Linked DNA regions of Sus scrofa: region 1 is linked to region 2. The links are chromatin contacts, called in public Hi-C maps. All regions are on one chromosome and are shown on one strand. The core of a region is the stretch at or near the end of the contact, and the rest is flanking DNA. Distances in the headings are between cores, read along the strand shown. Region 1 holds the start of ISCU (iron-sulfur cluster assembly enzyme ISCU, mitochondrial). Region 2 has its middle 9.2 kb from the start of SELPLG.

Region 1 (5,598 bases), core at 2,045-4,544, 73 kb before region 2:
CTTGAAAGGCCCAAGGCCCAAGAACAAATTTCTATCAGGACAGGGTCACAGTCAGCCTGGCACCTCATATTACAAGACATTTGCTAAAAAATAAAAGACTGAATGAACTTCATTGTGCTGATTGATAAAAAGCAGAACTGGTAACCACCTGCCTCCCTTCAACTGGCTCCTCTAACATTCAAACGGGATGACAAGCCGGCCAGGTATGCCTCAGGATGATGTCACTGTTGCACAGCTTAACAAAAACATCATCCCAGAGAGGACATTTTAAGAAATCTCACACCCAGAGAGATTAGGTGAGAAACCCCGGCTAACAATTTCACATCGCTAAGCAATTCCATATCCAGGTGGCACCTGGTCCACAGACAACCTTGAAAAGTTCAAATCCCCTCCTGAGTGGTGCTGGGCAAATCATTTCATCATTCCTCCTGCACCTCGGTTTCCTCATCTGTAGAAAGAAAATGTGCTCCATCTCCCTCTGTTTGACCCTCCAAATCCACTCCATCTTCTCTCTCCCTGTCCTGGGCCCCACTGTACGGAGCACACGGATAAGTTTTCTGGCTCTCTTGTTCTCAGCATAAAGCACCAGCAGGTTGTCTGGAGAGAGGAAGAGAGGCATTCAGGGTATTTCCTCCTTCACCTTAATCCCTGATGGGAAACTGGGGCTGCACCCTCTGACCTCTCAGGTGCCCTCTCTACACAACCATCCTGGAAAACTGGCCACTCCCCTCACCTCTTCCAGCCTAAAGGAGAACACTAAAGGTCCTGCTGTTACTAGCCCTGAGATACTGAACCATCACTCCTGACCTAGACACAGTAGTCCCTTTATTGACCTTTCTCACACCATCCTAATTTGAACGTGCCACCTGGGATCCTCCGGCTGCGATCCTGGATTACACAGAAGATACTGCCACCTGCATCTCATAAGGTAACTGCTAACACCAAGCCCTAGGCACTAATTACCGTTATGACAATTCAATGTGTGCGAATCCTTTCTCCCAATTTACAGAAGAGGAAGCGGAGGCTCAGGGAAATTAAGAAACTGGTCCAAACATATGCAGGTGTGTAAGAGCCAGATCTGGGTCTTGGCCTCCAGACGCTAAAATCTCTACCTCTCCATTTCTATTACCACCGTCACAGTCGCTATTTTCCCTACCACGCCACAGCCTATCATTGTCATTCCTACAGACAAATAATTCTCTCTTAAGAAGACAAATTTATTTCTACTGCTGGACACAGTTTAACAGTGTGGCTAAGAGTGGGAGTTCTGGAGTCGATTCGAAGTTCAAGGCCTGACCCGCCACCTGCAGGAAGTGTATTCTTGAGCAAGAGAATTCCCTCCACCAGGAGCCTCAGTTTCCTCCCGTAAAACGGGAAATACGCTACTTCCTTCACCGGGTCGTGTGAGGGTTCAACGGGATAACGGTTGCAAAGCTCCGATCGAGCGGTAAGCGCTTGAAGGTCTGGTTTGGCGGCCTTGGCGGCTTTATTCCCGCCGAAGACCGGGGAGGCGGGCCGGGGCCTAGGGACCCAAGGAAAGAAGCCCGCCGCCCACCCCGCGGCCCACCTGCTCCTCCAGTCGCTCGATCTCCAGCTGGTTCTTCTCCTCCTCTTCGTCGTACTCCCACTCGTACTCCCCGGGGGAGCTCTCGGCTGAGGAAGCCATGGCGTACTCCTCATCTCCATCGCTCTCACTCACGCCTTCCTCCTGCTGGTCCCACTCTGGCCCGATGGTCTTGTACGTCGCAGCAGCCACAGCCCGCGATAACACCTTCCTCCTCGTCCTGGCCGCCTTAGCCTCATCTTCTTCTCCCTCGGCCTTGGGCCCGGCCTTTGGCTCTGCCTCCGCTTCCGAAGCCGATGCTGCGGCCGCCGTCGCCATCTTGCGCTTCCAGTGCCTCCTGGGTCCTCACTCAGCCGCCAAAGACCCTCTGAAATAGGAGCTGCCCGCGGAGCGCGCCTGATCAAAATCCCCCTCTCTTGCCACCTAAAGAGAAACTGTGAGCCTCAGATGAGGGAAAAATCTAGAAATACAACAAATCTATGTCACTTTATATGCTTTTAGTAATTCTCCTTAAGGGTAAAAAACTCGCTAACAGGGCATGTGTTCCGCCACAACTCGGGACAGAAATTAGGTCCTTAGACAGGAAGTGGACGCCATAGAGGAAGTCATGGACAGAGCGTGATGATCGACGTTCAGTGTTTGGCGCCATCTTGAGAAGGTCAAAATGATTCTTGGCATAAACGGCTCTTACTGCCTGGTCTGACTTGGCGCGTAGTTCAGTCTCCCCAGCAACCGAGCCTCACATGCAGAGAAAAGTCCAAGTCCTCAGGGAAGGATCAATTGCACGACTCATGAGAAAAACTCATTTCCCCTTTATGTAATGCCTGGTGCCTAGTAGTTAGACACACACGTGAGTTTTCATTTTATAAGCTCCTGTTCTGTAACCCAACATTAATAAATCATATTATTAAGCATCTATTTAGAATCTCTTCATTGCCAGGCCTTGTCATATAAATTGTGTTTGCTTTTTAATAAAGGAATAGACATAAACGTAAATTTTTATTAAGTTTGGACAAAGTATTCGTTTAATTAAGCTTCCTATTTTTTGAGGTAGGAAAGTCTTGCTGTGTCTATTGCCTTTCTCTCTCGTTAGCAAGCTTAATTATGTCAGAAATTATGTCTGTTTTTGTTTGGGATCCCCAAAACACCCCGACACAAAGTGGACATTCAAAACATACTTGCTCAACGGGTGAAATAGTTGTCCTTGAATTAGTACACAAGAGATCAAGGTTTAGAAGGACGATGTCATTCGTCTAGGATCACACAGCCAGTAAGGAGCAGAGCTGGGATTCTAGTTGAGGATTGTCCAAGTTTGCATCCCAACTGAGTCTAACTCTCAGGGCAACCTCAGACAAGTTCCTAAACCTCTCTGACCCTCAACATTCTAAGCAGCAAAACAGGGCTAAGAAAGGTGGAATGGTTGATCCTCTGTGCCGCATTCCGGCAGTGGACTTTGTGAACATAAATTTGCGTCCGGAACTCCAGCCTGAAGCCCCTCAGACCCATAACCCAGCACGGAGGAAAAACCGTCCTGCGAATTCAGACCTTTGGGCTCCACGCCTCGCCGGACTCGGAGGGGCGTGGTCAAGGCGGGGCCAAGGCGCGGACTCAAGCACCGAGCGGGAGGGCGCAGGCGCAAAGTCGCCGGGACTTTAGAGGGGCGCGCTCCAAGCCGGGTGCCAACTCGTGCACGAGCCCCTCCCCTCGGTCTCGCGTTCGGCCTGCGCAGGCGCAAGTCCGCAAGATGGCGGCGGCTGGCGCCGGCCGTCTAAGGCGGGCGGCTTCGTCCTGCTGCTCCCGGTCCCGCGCCTGCCTGCTCGGGAGCTGTCAGCTCCGGCTCGGCTCTATCACAAGAAGGTAGGGGCGGGCGAGGGCGTGCGCGGGGCCTGCACCAGCCGGGGAACTAGGACCGCCGAGAGGACTTAGGCGTACTACCAAAGGCCTGGCCTAGGGACGACTGGCCGGCCGGCTTTGCGCGGCCCGGGGAACGCCACTGCGGCCCAGGAAACGGGGCGCCCCTCGCACGAGTCCGCCTCGACCAACTTTCTCTCGATGCGCAAGTGCACTAACGGCGCCTGAAATAAGAATGACAGTTTCGGCTCGTCCAGCGGCGACTGCCCGTGGGCCCGGCCGCTGTCTTTAATCTCTTGCACCCAAGCCTTTAAAATTCCCAACCGCCCAGCAAGCAGGGTTCTGCTGTGACCTGACAGCCGAACTCCAGGGACAGACACACACAGAATGGCGCGGGCTCCGGCCTCACCTAAGGCCACTGCTCTAGCCAGGTGACCTTGGGCAAGTTACTGCTCTGAGCTGAACCTGTTTTACCACTTATCATATGGGGGGGCTCTTAGCAGTCCCCCTACACGAGACCGTGCCTGCGGGGTCCTCCTCTGCTTGGTGCCTGGCACAGGGAGGCCACTTAGGGTGCTGCTGCTATTATTGTTGTAGGAGCTCAGAGCCTCCGAATGGGGATGGACATGTAACCAAGTCATAATGCTTTCATTTTTGTTTAGTTTTGTTTGGGGTGGTGGGGAGCTGTGAGTAGAGATAGGTGCGTAGTTTGAAGACTTTACATTCCAGGGGCGTGAGGTCCGTAAACGTAAAACTCTTTCACTCTAGAACCGGTTAACTACAGAATGCAGCAGATCAACACGGGGCAGAAAGTCTAGACTGGACTTTGTCTTGTAGGTCCTAGGGCTTGGACTCAAAATCCGTGGACAGATAAGTGGGCGGAGGGGACTGGAAGATTGGGATACTTACGGCTAACTAGTAAACAGACCTCAAAGTTTTTAAAACCTTCCATGTGCCAGTTTGAGCTTTTTTGCTTTGTTTTGGGTTTGTTTTTTGTTTTTCTCTTCTGGCTGCAACGCATTTGCCCATGTTCTTGTCTTCCCCAGCTCAGGAGGGTGTGTTGTTGACAGTCCACGCAGAACGAATTGGTGCTCTCAGCCTTGCAGCCACCAGGGCGCACTGTGCACCAGAGGGTTCAGGGCCCTGAAATACAGTGAAAGGACTGTTTTTATTTATTATCGCCCACAAGTGGACGCATTCCTAGTCTTGTCCCTCCTGTAATAGTCTCCTTGAAGCTTCTGGGAAACACTTATTTCTGGACCATACTTACTTTTACAATTTTTGAATGGTAAGTATTATGCTTTGATAGATCCTTTGAGATGTATCTTATGGAGATAAAAAATGGTGTTTGAGCCCAACTCTGATGCCTCAGGTGGTTAAAGGTCAATTATTTGTGGTTCAAAACCCTGCAGAACAAAGCCAGATCTTGCAGATTTTTCTGCCTTATTATGAATCTCTGAAGGTAATTGGAGAGGCGACACACAAAGACTTTGGGTGGCCAGTGGTTCTCATTGACCTGAGCATAAGCCTTCCCGCCCAGGTAAAACTTGGTATTTCGTGACACCTGCTGGGTTCGGTTTGCTGACTTCAAACGTGCCATCAAAGTCGGGGAGATCAATACCAAAAAAGAGTAATTGTGATTTCTCTTCACCCTCTCGTTTCAGGTTGTTGATCATTATGAAAATCCCCGAAACGTGGGGTCCCTTGACAAGACAGCTAAAAATGTTGGAACCGGATTGGTGGGCGCTCCGGCCTGTGGCGATGTAATGAAATTACAGGTACCCTTGGTTTCCATCTTTACTGGTGGTTAACAGTGATCCAATCACTTGTACAGTATTCCCTAGTTGACAGAGCGTTTGCACGTGCAGCGTTGCATTCGGTCCCCATCTTGATTCCTGCGAGATGAGAGGAGTCAACATATGAATGATTTGAGCGGGGGCTGAATCCCAGTCTTACTGGTACACTACGCTGACCCTTGCTGACATAGTAAACTGGTCTCACTTTTGAACTCCCAGTATCAGCTAAATTCCAACTGTAGCTAAGTAAAAGCTTTTGTGAGTTTTCCCGATCAAAGGAAAAGCACGGCCGTGTGGTAAGCAATCCCCAAAGAAACAGGAAATGCAGTAAATCAAATGTCCCCCGCATTGGTGACAACACGCAGGTAGGGCCTGCCCTTTGGGGCA
Region 2 (5,638 bases), core at 1,713-4,212:
TAGGAAAATGGGCCATTTTCCCCAAGTGGCCATTCTGCCTCCTAAGAAGTGGGGGCTCAGGAAAGGGCCCAGGTGGATCTCAGCCCAAGTTGGAAAGACCACAAAGCCTGTGGCTTCTCTAGCAGGAGGTCAGCTGCTGGTGCAGCATTTTTCAAACTGACCCACCACAGGACGCTTTATTCAAGTGAAAGCAAAGTTCTCATAAAATAGAGAACAGAGACATTCTGATGAAAAAAACCCAGCTCTGGAGAGAAGGGGGAACCACATCCAAATGCCTGGCCTCCCCACCCCCTCCCTCCACACCCTCTCTGATACAAGGAAGGGCTCACTGGCTGCCATTCACTAATATGAATATCTGAAGAGGAAACTGGCCACTCTGGAACTGACCATGGCCAGGACACCATGTTCTGTCCAACTCTAGCCTCCACTCTGGGCAGCCCCAGGAGCTGGCTTCTGGGATGGGAGTCTGCAGAGTGAGTCAGGCCCCAGAGGGAACAAGGGCTCTCCAAGGCTCACTGGGTCAGCTTAGGCCGTTCAGTGGCTGGCACAGGAGCTGGTCCCAGACCTGGAAGGCCGGATAGCAATCTAATCTAGAAAGGTGCTCCAGGGAGTTCCCTGGTGGTCTAGTGGTTAGGATTTGATGCTTTCACCACCACAGCCCAGGTTCAATCCCTGGTCTGGGAACTGAGATCCCAGACTAAGCCACTGTACACCGAGACTCCCCCCACCCCCCAAAAAAAGATGAGAGAAAGGTCCTCCAGGCTCGGTGGTTTTCCTTAGGAGTGTAGCAGCTGAAGAAATCAATGCGTTTAAGCCACCCCAAGCACTGGGCCTGGATTTGGCCCTAAAGGTACAGAGATGCACTCTGGGCCTCAGATCTCAAAGGACTCTGATTAGGTAGGGAGAGCCAGAGCTGCATGATGGAGTATTGGTTGCAAACAACACAAACCAGTTTAGTATTCCTGGGGTACTTCATGGAATTTAAAGTCAGAAATGCAGCTGAACCTCAGGAATGGACTTAGGGAACAGAAGGGACCCAGAGCCCCTTCTCCATCACTGCCCACCTGCCCTGCCTCCTTGCTCCCTGCATCCCTAAATCCCAGGCCTTTGAAAATCCCCACTTTTTTTTTAGGGCTGTACCCGTGGCATATGGAAGTTCCTGGGCTAGGGGTTGAATCCTAGCTGCAGCTGCTGGCCTACACCACAGCCACAGCCACGCCAGATCTGAGTTGCATCTATGACCTACACTGTAGCTTGCAGCAGCACCGGATCCTTAACACACTGAGAGAGGCCAGGGATTGAACCTGTATCCTTACAGACACTATATTGGGTTCTTAACCCACCAAACCATAACAGGAACTCCCTGAAAATCCCAGATTTGACACCACTGAAGGCAGTCGGCTCATTAGCCCAACCAGGGGTGGACAGGGGAGAGTCATATTCTGGGAGCAAAGTACAGTCATGCTGATAATCCAATAGGTATCCCCTATCTCAGATAATGCTTATATTTTCAATTCATGCATTCAACAAATATTCACACAATATGTGATTCTAGGGATACCACAGAATCAAGTTCCTGTTCCTGTCTTCATTCAATCTGGCAGAGACAGAAACTCAATGAGCTGACAGAGTTGGTGGTAGCAGGTGTTATGAGCCCTGCAGATACTGGGGGTGGGGGAAGAACTGCACCTGTGAAAGCTCAGAGGCAGAAGGCCCCCTGACCACAAGTCAACATCAGGAGAGGTCAGGAAGGTGGCAGGGCCAGTTTCAACTTACTGGAAGGATCTTACAGCTTTTGTTCTGAGTGGGATGAAACGCCATGGAGGGTTGTGAGTCTAAATACGGGAGTCAGCCAGTTTCTTCTTAAAGGGCTTGCTTATAAATATTTTAGGTTTTGTTTTTTCTGCTGCATCTACTCAACTCAACTCTTAAGGGTGTGGAGTAAAGCAGCCCTAGATGCTGTTTAAATGGATGGGCAGCACTGTGTTCCAATATTTATGGACACTAAAACTTGGATTTGATAAAATTTTTAGTTGTCATTGTTCTTTTTTTCCTCAGTCATTTAAAAATGGAAAAACTCTTCTTAGCATCTGGGCTATACATAAATTTCCAACAGGCTGGATTTGGCCCTCAGGCCTTCCTTTGCCCACCCCTGCCTTAATACTTTAAAAGGTTACCCTGGCTGCTGTGTTGAGAGCAGACTAAAGCAGGAGACAACAGGAAGCTGGGTTTGGAAAATGTGATAGTTAACTTTTAAGTGTCAACTTGCCCGGGCCACAGGGTACCCAGGTTTAGGTGGGTGTCAATCATTCTGGGTGTGTCTGTGAGGGTGTTTCTGGGTGAGCTTTACATCTGAACTGGTGAAATGGGGAAAGCAGATGGCCCTCCCCAATGTGAGTGGGCCTCACCAAACCAGCTGAAGATCAAACAAGAACAAAAAGGTGGAGCAAGAGGGAACTCTTTGGCTGACGGCTACCGGTTTTTCACTGCCTTTGGATCCAAACTGAAACACTGGCTCTCCCAGGTCTCCAGTTTGCTGATGGGAGACACTGGGACTTGGCCTCCAAAACTCTTGTGAGCTCATTCCTTATGAGTCTCTCGCCATATATATGCACACTTTACTAGTTCTGTTTCTCTGGACAACACAATTTGAAACTCGGTTCCTATCAGAGATGACGGGGGGAATGAACTGGCAGGGTTACAGTGGCTATGTGAGCAGCAGCTGGAATACAGACGTATTTCGAAGCCAGAGCTAATGTGAGTGATGGACAGCCTGCTTATGGGCGGTGAGATGGGGGTCAGTCAAGGGGGAGTGGCATACAGGAAGCTTAAGAGCTGGAAACAAGAGGGGAACCATGTATGTCTCCCTGATCGATCTATAAAGATTCTGTTCTAAAAAACACCATCACTCTGGAACCAAAAAGGGGAACAGATGGGTGTGGGTAGAGGAAACAGTGACAAGGCTGTTCAAACAATGGTCCAGTCATTCTACAAGGAGGTGGGGTGCTTCTGGCAGGTGCTCAGATGCCTATATGGGAAACTCCACCTTGAGGTCTCTCGTGGTATTTTAACACATTGCCCCAGTAGAAACTGGCCAGGGTGGTAAGAACTCACTTGTCACTCTGGGAAGTGCAGTGGAGGGTGGCAGCTTGTGAACCATGAGGTGCTCTATCTGCCTTCTACAACCTAAGTATCATCTTGGCACTGAAATGAACCTGCAACAACTTCCTGTATCTATGGGGCAACTTCCCAGTTCTCAGACCTTGTCACTAGAGCCCCAAAGTTTGGATTTTGTTGCTAAAAACCTGATGGATGATTTCTCAACCCTCAGACTGAGCTTCAGTCCAAACACCTTTCCTGGCTGGGCACTTGCTCATCTGCCCCACTATGATGTTCTTCAGGTTCTTTATGATCTCACAATAAAACTGTCTACCCCAGTGAATGCCAAGAAGAATGGAACCGTGGGCCGGGGGGTGGGGGAGAGTGGTAGTGATTTAGAAATGAGTAAGGAGACAGCAGGGCTATAATGAAGGCAAGGGCTGCCCTGCCCCTGAGCTTCTGCAGCACCTCAGGGTCCCCAAGATCGTGTGTGGCCTCTTTTATACCTGCACCACCTGCACTAGTTGGCTGTGAAGTTGGGGAAGGTATGTCCTTCATATGTGAAGTGCAGAGCACCTGACATTGGAGGAGCTCCTTGCTCTGCTCCTTTCAGACACTGACTGCCCATCCCTTTCAACCCAAAGCTTTCCCTGATACCCCCAGTCGTCTGCTGGGCCTCTCTCTGAATCATTTCTCCCCAGTGCTGCTCCAAAGCCACCACGTCATCCTTTCCAAAAATACACATTTAGTCTTTCAGATCAGCATCAGGGAGCCTCCAGTCAAAAACAAAAACAAAAAACCCCCCAAACTCAGCACCTAATGGTTTTGGTAACAGATCTGTTCACCTGCTTTTTCAACAGCCTCCCAACCACCTGAGTTGAGTGCTTGAGATTAACCTCTGGTCCTTTGACCCCAGCTCCCTCGGGAAGCAGGATCAGCACTGCTCTTTGTCACAGGAGCTGGCTTTCTCATGCTAACACTCCCCCCCCCCCCATTCATGAACTTGGGCTCTGAAATCAACTTTCTCTCCCAGTTTCATTTCCACGCAATAATGTGAAACTGCACTGAATCTCAGAGATACCACTAGCCTCTCTCAACACACCTTGCCCAATGTTGCAACCCGTCTACCAAGCATGGTGGCCACCTAATACTTGAGGATCTTTGGATCTGGAGTAACTTCTCTCTCTCCACTTCTCCATTCCAGAAACTTGCAAACACACTATGGCTGATGTGTCCTAATAAACTCCTTCCACTTCTAAGTTTGTTAAACCAGTTGCTGGGGGACCATATGCCTGGGGGATGGGATGAGAAATGTTGCTTCTGCACACTGAGTCTCTCTCAGACTTAAAACTGGACACACCCTACTGGGGAGGTGAAACAGAGATGGCATCAAGAACTGAGATTAAGCACACTAAAATATATTATCCCATACTATAGTGGTTGAAAACCTATTTCCTGGTTTCCACGGCCTTCCTTTTTTGGCCAAACCTGTGGCATATGGAAGTTCCCTGGCTGGGGATTGAACCTGCACGATAGCAGTGACCCAAGCCACTGCAGTGACAATGCTGGATCCTTAACTGCTGCACCACAAGGGAATTCCTGGCTTTCCTTTCTCAAACATATTGAATATGCGATTTGATTTTTATGTAGCCAGTTATCTTTTCCTTTGTGATTTATTCCATTGCCTTGAGATTTAAATCTTTTCCCCAGTCTGAAGTGTAGATTAAAAGGGACTTTTTTCTTCTAAATTTGAAAAGAAAAAAGTTTCCTTTCATTTAACTATCCACCCCATTAATAAGCATGGACACTGGTGTGGCTGGCGCTAAGGAGTCCCTGCTCCCACAGCCACTTAATGTCATATCATTTCCTTTCCCACCACTGATTCATGGTGCCTGCTTTAATGTAATGTTATCTATTATCCCCCATACATTAGTTTTAATAACTTCTTTCTGGGAATAAAGACATCTATAGGAAAGTCTAAAAGTCAATTTAAAAGTTACCCCATGGATAGACCTAGAGATTATCATACTAAGCGAAGAGAAAGACAAATATCATACATTACTTATATGTGGAATCTAAAAAAGATACAAATGAACTTATTTACAAAACAGAAACAGACTCACAGATCTTGAAATCAAATTTATAGTTACCAAAGGGGAAAGGTTATGGTGGGGAGGGATAAATTAGGAGTTTGGGATTAACATATACACACTACTAAATACAAAATAAACAACAAGGACCTTCTGGGAACTCCACTTAGTATTTTGTAATTACTTATCTGGGAAAAGAATCTGAAGAACGGATATATGTGTATGCATAACTGAATCACTTTTCTGTACACCTGAAACTAATAACTGTAAATCAACTATACTTTAAAAGAATTTTTTAAAAAATTTACCCACAACTGCTGCCTTCACATAGTATCATGTGTGGCCTCTATCTTACATATAAATATACATTGTATATTCACACATTCCTAAAAGGGTTCATCTGAACAAAATCTATCCTGGAGTGATTAGTAATTATCCAACCCTGCTAG

Evidence for each region. A called contact is a pair of places that touch in the nucleus more often than the background predicts.
Region 1: a Hi-C map of alveolar macrophages shows a contact between it and region 2, with 2.5 times the contacts expected there. The contact joins the promoter of ISCU here to the enhancer-like site in region 2. A contact is called at or near these places in 1 of 5 promoter capture datasets (fetal liver), 17 of 47 Hi-C or Micro-C datasets (alveolar macrophages, blood, embryonic fibroblasts and 9 more) and 2 of 2 datasets of contacts at active chromatin or transcription factors (alveolar macrophages and skeletal muscle).

The regions. Positions count from the first base shown.
Region 1 is chr14:42,220,266-42,225,863 of Sscrofa11.1, reverse strand. ISCU (iron-sulfur cluster assembly enzyme ISCU, mitochondrial) reads left to right here and starts at 3,294. Exons shown (of 6, transcript XM_003359136.3): 1 at 3,294-3,348; 2 at 3,351-3,421; 3 at 5,080-5,193. The coding sequence starts at 3,309. SART3 (squamous cell carcinoma antigen recognized by T-cells 3) reads right to left here and starts at 2,112. Exons shown (of 19, transcript XM_005670755.3): 1 at 1,568-2,112. The coding sequence starts at 1,882. It overlaps LOC106507249 (a long non-coding RNA gene), which reads right to left. Exons shown (of 2, transcript XR_002338860.1): 2 at 4,581-5,310.
Region 2 is chr14:42,146,640-42,152,277 of Sscrofa11.1, reverse strand. No RefSeq gene overlaps it. Among named protein-coding and RNA genes, the nearest start is that of SELPLG, 9.2 kb to the left of the region's middle. Within about 2 kb of position 2,962, at least 5 of the 83 cell types and tissues checked have an H3K27ac peak or open chromatin away from gene starts, as enhancers often do. A contact at or near this core is called in alveolar macrophages and liver, where this site is marked.